2 separate regions of the Hordeum vulgare genome follow, and region 2 is linked to region 1. Evidence: chromatin contacts called from public Hi-C data. All regions are on one chromosome and are shown on one strand. Each heading gives the region's core, a stretch centred on a gene start, on an enhancer-like site or on the middle of the called end of the contact. The rest is flanking DNA. Distances are from core to core; before and after follow the strand shown.

Region 1 (4,165 bases), core at 811-3,310:
AACATCTATTAAATTGCGTTGCTATCAGTACATCGATGTATTCTTCTTTCAAAACCAAAAGTTACATCCATCCTACACAATAAATATTTGATTGTAAGCAAAACAAACTGAATCTGGAATCACAACCGAAGCTAAACTAGCATGTATCCCATCATTTTTGCACTTGACAAACACCCATGCGGGGTGTTGTGTTCCGGTGTTGTAGACACGCGGTGCACGACCTTCAATGTATAATTGTCGCACTTTATGAGCGGCATCGATGCACCGACGAGCATTTGGGCTAGCACCGAGCCCAGACGACGGTCGTCGTTGTATTTGTCGAACCGCCGAAGGGGTAGATCCCAATGGCTAAAGGCGGAGTCAGTACCTACATGTGGCCTCGGGACATTGCTTGGGCTGTGCGGACCGATGCCCGGCCAATCCATGGCACGCCGCGGCCTCCAGTGGCCTGCCGCGCACAAATTCGGCTACATCCGTTCCAAATCCGGTTGTCGGTTGTGCTAAAGGCGGGGCAGGGGGAGGGGTGGATCGCTCATGGTGTGGAGAAAAGTGGACGAGCAAGCGGTCGTGCTCGGCAGCTACACGACTGTGGTGAAGGCAGACCAGGACGAGAAGGGAGAGGGGCGTGGTGTGCGGCCGGAGCTTGGAAAAGAGAGAATAGAAAAAGGAACGGGTGTGTCACCAACGGGCAAGCCAGAGGCAGACAAGGGGACGCGTCGTGACGGTCCGCACGTGTCCATTTGGTTACAAACACGATTCAAACTTGATTCAGAAATTGATCAAAAACGGATAAAAACAGACATTTGTCGTTTGCTTTCAGACATTGGACCGTGGTTTATGTCTGTTTACCTTCAACGAATGCGATTTGGCTTTCTAAGTTGGAGTTTGCCTGAGCGGTACAGGCTCAAAAAGCACACACGCGGCGTGAACGAGTCAGGCTCACCCAGCCACACACTTGAGTACTCGACCCTCCCCGGGGACCCACCGGTCATAAACTCTTTGTCCGTCCACTGCATTGACTAGCTCAATGGTGCGGACGTGACACGACCAAGCCGATTTGTGCAGGACAAGATTTGCTCCTTTTCGCCAGAAAAAAAAACTACATTTGTGACTTGCTTGCAAATCACGTGACGTTAACTAGTTTTCCATGTATGTGAAGTGAAATATGTGATCTTCAGTCTTGATGCAACATTGCATATAGGATCAGCCTAGGTAGGCAGACAAGGAGTAAAAAATAATAACTGATCCCTATGGATCTTCATCTTCTGGTCAGCCGATTCAGAAATCGTAATACTCCCGGTAAATCACAAGTAAGCAATGATGAAAAGCGGCAGTCAAGAAAGCATACACGCCGGCCGATAACAGATAGAACCGCAAATTGAGCATAAATTAACCCATGAGGATAAACAAGATCTCGGAAACACAAGACAAATTGATACTAGCAAGTGCGAGATCCAGATACTAGGGCAAATTCATCCGGCATTAGCAAGTCGGAAACTGAAAATAGATCATCACATCAACATGCCAAAAAGGCAGCGACCCAATCTTCTTATTATTCTAATCTAACAACTGACACGAGAAAGCTATCGATCGGACGGGAAGACGTACGGCGTGCGGGCAGGGTCGCCTCTCCTTCCCTAGGACTTCTTCTTACTGTCGGAGGCGCCGGTCCCCTTGCCCTTGTTGCCGATGAGGTCAAGGTCCTCGTCGGTGTAGCCGTCGGCGCCCTCCCAGGTGAACTTGCCGCCACGGCCGCCCTTCTTGGCGTCGCCGCTCATCCCGGAGCCCGACTTGCGGTCGCTGCGCCCCTGCGGCAGCTTGTTCTGGTCCCGGCCCTTCTTCCCGCCGTCCATCGCCGGCCCCTTTTTCTTAACCTGCAAGAAGATGGTGGCAACGAGAAAGGGATGGAAAACTGCTGCGCGCCTCTCTGTTTCGCTGGTATGTGTCCGGATGGCGGATGGTTTCGCTTATTTATGGTGAGATCTGTCACGGGGAGGGAGCAAACCGGGGGCCGGGGTGCTGTGTAATGTGTATTGGACAGTGGTGGTGTTCTATCTGCTGCCTGCGAGCCGGGCAGCAAGATCGCACGGAGACTAGGATAAGATCGACTTGAGCCAGCCGGACGATAATGGATGCACTGGTGCGATCACGTGGGATGAGGACACGCACACAGGACGGATCCTAACTGAAAATCTTCGGCTGTACCCATGCCACATGCATGCCCCCCCCCCTCCCCCCTAATCTAAAGAAAAACAACAACATGCATGCCGGGTCACTGTCGCTATTTTTTGTTCAAACAATATACTCCATCCATTTCAAAATATAAGACCTTTTAGATATTTCATTAAAAGGCTACATACGAAGCAAAATGAGTGAATCTATACTTTAGAATATGTTTATGTACACCCGTATGTAGTTTATAGTGCAATCTCTAAAATATCTTATATTTAGGACGGAGGGAGTATATTTTATTAAATTTTAAAAATATTGTACATGTTTAGAAAATTTTAAAATAATATGCCGTCGACTGGATCTAATCTGCTCAACCGAATTCGATAGGACCTTATCGGTCACACGACTGCCGATATGTGGCCGAGTGGCCACGTGGCAGCCGACGACAAGCCCGACCACGTCACTCGGCCTGGGCTGCCTCCAGTCGGCCGCGGGAAAGTAGACTGGGCCAGTCGGCCACGGCTCGGCTGTTAGGAGGCCAACCACAGGCCATGCCGCGTCCCCTTCTTCCTCCTATCTTCCTCCTTTCCCCTTGTTACTTCTCTCTCTACAGAAAAATGCCTCGAATTTTCTACAATATTTGGACCGATTTCTTCCCCGTTTTCAGTCGTAGTTGGATTCTAGAGGGTTAGGGGAGACAAGGAAACCCTCGATCTCATGAGGGGGTAGCTCGTGGTGGTGGTGGTAACCATTTTGGTAGAGGTGGTTGAGGTGGTGGTGTTGTAGGTGGAAGTGGAGGTGGAGGTGATGGTGGTAGAGGTGAAGGTGGAGGTGGTGGTGGTGGTGCAAGCTCTTGCATTCGTCGTTCTTCCCCCCGTCTTTCGTCGTTTTTCACATGCTTCAATGGTAAGATTTAACGTTCGTTCCCGTAGTATTTAGTTGTGCGAATATTTGTAGTTCCTTTGCTAGTATATGTAGATGTCAAACATTTAGTTGCTCCAGTAGCTTAGAGTAATATGTTTAGTTGTATTGATGTTGATTCGATAAATATCTTTAGTTTCTCCCTATGCTCAATATTTGTCCACGTTTCATAAATTATTAGATCTGCGGAGATGTGAGAGGTAATGAAGCTAGGTTTTTACTAGGTCGTGATACTATGAGAACAAATCAGAATGATGCTGATCTGGGTGAATTTCAGTACATTGAGGTGCGAATGACTCACCCTGAAACATGGTCTGTTATTCAGTTGACAAAATGATTGGCCGGATGTTTAGGGTTTAATACTGAAACACACACTGTGGATGTTCATGCATTATGGTCCTGGTCCCGTTCAAATATTTTCTTTTATTTGAAGCAAATAGAGCAGGACTCTTAGTGGGTGTGTTGGTTACAAGCTTGCAAGAACACGGGATGTAATCCTCTCGCCTTAGTGCTCCCCGTCGTGAAGCAGGCTAGTGCCCCTGAAGCCGAGGGTGGTTATGATTATGGCCAGAGCAATGAAGGGATGCATGATTCAATGTCAAATTATCCGTCCCATCCTGGAGATGATGTTTATGAATCAGGGCAGAGCAGTTAGGCGGAAAGAGGAAATGCTGATGATTACGTCAGTGGGGAGGCGGATGCTCACGAGGTGGATGAGCACATGCAAAACTAGATGGAGGATGAAGATAGAGATGGTGATATTGCCGATGATTCGGACGAGTCGGGCGAAGAAGAGAATGCGCAGGAGGTGCCTAATCCTGCATCATGGAATCGGGACTTCTCGGCTGCGATGAACGTGAATGGTGGTCATGATTCTAGTCGGCAATATCACCAGAACAACATTGCGACAAGTGCCATGTATCCAAACAAGCAAGCTCTGAAGGATGCAATCATTGGTTGGGCAATGTCCACACAAAGCATGTTGTCAAAATCTCACTCGCAAGTACAAGGGTCAGATCCTGACGGCCATAGGTCAAGATGGCCAAAATCAAGTCGTTCCACTGGAATTTGC
Region 2 (4,165 bases), core at 430-2,929, 150 kb after region 1:
GGGCGATCAGCCAGCTCAAAGGTAACGCTTCTTTAACGATAATACAAAGACTTTTGTGTCAGCAAATTTTTTTTTAAATTTTTTTAGGGGTCAACAATTTTTTTAAAAATTAAACAAAAAATTTTGGGAAAATATTAGAGTCAGCCGGCCGATCACGCGTACACTTCCACCGCATGCGCAACCGTCACATACGAGTTTGATCAACAGACGCACAATCAGCCAGATCTCCACGACTAGACATGTGTGCCTCTCTCACTTACAATTTTTCTTAACACTATTTGTGTTCGAGAAGTCCTTCCGCAACAACACCTATGTTGCAAGAAAGTTAAGACATTTTTTTATAATATCATTTGTGTTGCAAAAGTCCTTCCGCATCAACAACCATGTTGACAAAAAGTTGAGATAACAAAATTCTACAACATCATTTGTGTTGCACATGTCCTTCCGCAACGAAACTCATATTTCAAAAGAGTTCAGACAAAAAAACTCCGCAAGAGAACCTCTGTTGCAATATTTCTGCAATAGAAGGTCTATGGCAATGGTGAGGAAGGGGCCGGGCTGTTGGATGGACCCGATTAAGGGTCAGTTCTTTTGCGGCTTCTAGCAGCTTATTGTCAAAATAGGATAGAAGCTCAAAAGAACTCGGTTTGGAGAAGCTAGCTTAGCTTATTTCCATCTCCATCTCCCTCACAATGAAAAAAAGCTGGGGAAGGGTAGCTTCCCGCAGCTTCCCACAGCTTCTCACTTAAAAACGAAAGGCTATAGCTTGTTGCCATTGTTGTTTGCACATTCTACAGGAAAAATGCCACCGCCCAGCCCTATCGTCACACCCCCAATCCCCCCCGAGAAAAATGATTCGTTCGTCCTCTCGCTTGCTCGTCTCGCACAGGAGAGGCCTCCCACCGACAGAGAAACTAGGGTTCCTCCCTAGGCCGGCAGCCGCCGTTGGTCACCATCGATCCCGTCCCTCCCTCCGGCGCCGCCAAGATGGGCAACGGGTTGGCATCACCCGCCGCCGCACCTCCCTCTCGCGCCTCCCTAAGCAACCCTTGTTCTCCATCTGCTTGCAGCATTTTGGATTGCTCCGGTCGACGACCCACTCTAGCAGCCGCAGACATGGATCTCTTCTCTGGCGCCACTGCATCTCTCTCTGGTGCCCTACCCCGCCACGAAAGCAACAACATCCTTCATGCAAGAGCAGCAACTCGTCGGAGCAAAGGCTCCTCTGCCTTTTCTCCCCACAAATTTTTTCTTTCCCTCTTTAGATTAGATGTACTCCGTGATGTGATGCTGTGAGAGTGAATATCGTTTAATCAGACAACATTAGACTTCAAGGGCACTATAGACTTTTCATTGGCTATACCACAGATAAGCTGAATAAAGAAACATTAAAAAGAACTGGCTGACTTATTATTTGGAGCTTATTTTCACTGGTCCTTATTTGGGGCTTATTTTCATAAAAGCTTATTTCCACAACATAGCTCAAAAGAACTGGGCCTAAACGGATGCAGAGGGGGCGGATCTTGTAAAAAGATTTGTCGATCCACGTGTCGTGTTTTTTAGAAGAAAGCAGATTTATTTTTTCGAGCGAACGTGCTACCAGATGGTCCCGATCCAACAAGGCCCACCCGCATCTAAAAAAAAAGGCCCACCTGCACGCGTGTTGGATCTTCAGCCGCGGCCTTCCTCACTTGCTTCCGAAGCCCAACAACCGCATCCTCCGAACAAAATCATCCAGAAACTAATCCGAGCCACACATCCCCATTCCACAACCAAGCTAGAGCGCCCGTCTCCTCCCCCCCCCACGCCGCCGCACCCCCGAACCCTAGCGCCCCAGCGAGCGAGCGAGCGACAGCCATGCCGGCGGACGCCAAGATCCGGTGGGGGGAGCTCGAGGAGGACGACGGGGGCGACCTCGACTTCCTGCTGCCGCCGCGGGTCGTCATCGGGCCCGACGAGAACGGCTTCAAGAAGACGATCGAGTACCGCTTCGACGACGACGGCAACAAGGTCAAGGTCACCACCACCACCCGCGTCCGCAAGCTCGCGCGCGCGCGCCTCTCCAAGGCCGCCGTCGAGCGCCGCTCCTGGGGCAAGTTCGGCGACGCCGCCAGCGGCGACGACGCCTCCGCGCGTCTCACCGTCGTCTCCACCGAGGAGATCCTCCTCGAGCGCCCGCGCGCCCCAGGTCCGTCGCCGATCCGCGTCTCTTTCGAATCAGTTGTTGTGTCGTTAGGCACCCTATTTCTGTGGATTGCTGTTATCCCGTGTAGCATTATAGAGTCAAAACTGGGGATCCACGTGAACTGGTGTTGATCCAGTGAGAAGTCTATATTCGGTCAGGTGGCTGCGTTATGTTTGGGGATTACATGTACATCTAGGAAATGTACACGTGTATTGTATAACATTTCTAATTGGCAGGTTTACTGGAAGGACATTAAGAGGTAGATATTGGGAGGAGAGGAAATAGATCGGTAGCTATGATATAGTAGTATTGAACATCTGTTTCCCAAAGTTTTTTGATAGAAGTGTTTTGAAGGCTTGAAGCAATGCTGGTATTGTTAAGTGGGGGCACAATACTAGTTTTGCAAATCAGCCATAAAGAATCAGAATGCAGGTGATTGAACCCCGGGCCCATGGAATTTGAGGCTGCAGTTCTAATGAACTGCTGATTTTGGAGCGCAAAGAATTATAATTTGAATACATTACTGTCATCAGAGAGCGACTCCATTCTCCTCATTCCAATTTCCTATGATGTGGTGATTATGTTTACCAAAAACCAAAATTAACCTGTGTGTTTTGTTTTAGATTACTGTCTGGATAAGGTCTGGTGGCTGTGCTATATTTAGTGGTTACATGTACATCTAGGAAATACTCCCTCCGTCCCATAATATAAGAGTCTTTTTGACACTACACTAGTGTTAAAAACGCTCTTATATTATGGGACGGAGGGTGTACATGTCTATAGTAACATTTCTAATTGGTAGGTTACTGGAAGGGCAATAAGAGGTAGATATTATAAGGACATTAAATAGATTGGTAGCTGTGATGTAGTAGCGAGCAGTTCTACCCAAGTTTTCCAATTGATGTGTTTTGAAGCAATGCTGGTATTCAAAGAATACAGTTTCCTAAACTGCTACAAAAAATCAGTTATACATTAAGAGAAGCCGCAGCGATAACTGTTTTCTGTTTTGGTTAGGCGGGTGATTGAAGTATGTTGTGTCCAGGCACAAGTAGAATGCCGGATAATGGTATTACCAGTTGCAGTTCTAATGCTTTGCTGGTTTCGGAGTGCACAAGGATTATAATTTGATTACGTTACCGTCATCAGAGAGCAAGCCCTTTCTCCTCAGTCAAATTTCCTGTAGCACAGTTATCAATGTTCAAAAAAGCAAAAAGCGCAAGCGAAGTGGAAGGTCACAGCTTAGAGCAATGGGCGCTTAAGTGCAGCTTAACCGTGGTTCAGCGTTTTTTGATATTGGCTAGAATTTGACAGATTTTGAATAATATACACAGGAAAATAGGAAACATGGCACATGTGTCATGGAATAGCATCTAAAATACAGTTCACACCATATCGAATACACATCACAACTAAAATGCATTTCAGTTCAAATAGTCCTACCCTAATAGAGATCATAGTGCCATAATTTTGCCAGCATACGAAGGAAATAGTTCCCAAGCAGAGCCTAATAATAAGATAAATGGCATATCGCCATTATTGCGCAGGCAGACAAGCAAAAGTAGTTAAAAAACAGTCAAATTCTGTCCTTTTTTAAAAAAAAACCTGCTTAATCTACTACTTAGGGAAAAAGCAAAGCGCTTTGCCATTGCTCAGCGCTTAAGCCTCGCTAAAATGCTTTCTTGAACAGTGGCAGTGATTATGTTTACCAAAAACCCCAAATTAACTCTCTGCATTTTGTTTTAGATGATCTCTAGATTTAGGTGATCATATAGATATCCTATTACTTCAGTCCAGTTAATGGACGATGTGGTTGACCAGGTTAAACATTTGTTTGTAATGACACACTGGTTCTACGACATGTTAACTAATTATTCTTTCTTCCACAGACCACCCAAATCTAACCATGTATTAATGCATTATTGTCCCATGGATGTTGTATGTTGATTACTCTATTTTGACATCACTTCCGCTCAAACATTA

Evidence for each region. Hi-C and Micro-C count contacts between places; a contact is called where the count stands out from the background.
Region 2: a Hi-C map of leaf shows a contact between it and region 1, with 2.0 times the contacts expected there. The contact joins the promoter of LOC123406209 here to the promoter of LOC123401564 in region 1. A contact is called at or near these places in 4 of 6 Hi-C or Micro-C datasets (leaf and seedling).

What each region holds. Positions count from the first base shown.
Region 1 is chr6H:533,404,030-533,408,194 of MorexV3_pseudomolecules_assembly, forward strand. LOC123401564 reads right to left here and starts at 2,061. Exons shown (of 1, transcript XM_045095391.1): 1 at 1,360-2,061. The coding sequence starts at 1,853. The coding sequence ends at 1,638.
Region 2 is chr6H:533,549,952-533,554,116 of MorexV3_pseudomolecules_assembly, forward strand. LOC123406209 (eukaryotic translation initiation factor 3 subunit G) reads left to right here and starts at 1,680. Exons shown (of 2, transcript XM_045099684.1): 1 at 1,680-2,188. The coding sequence starts at 1,858.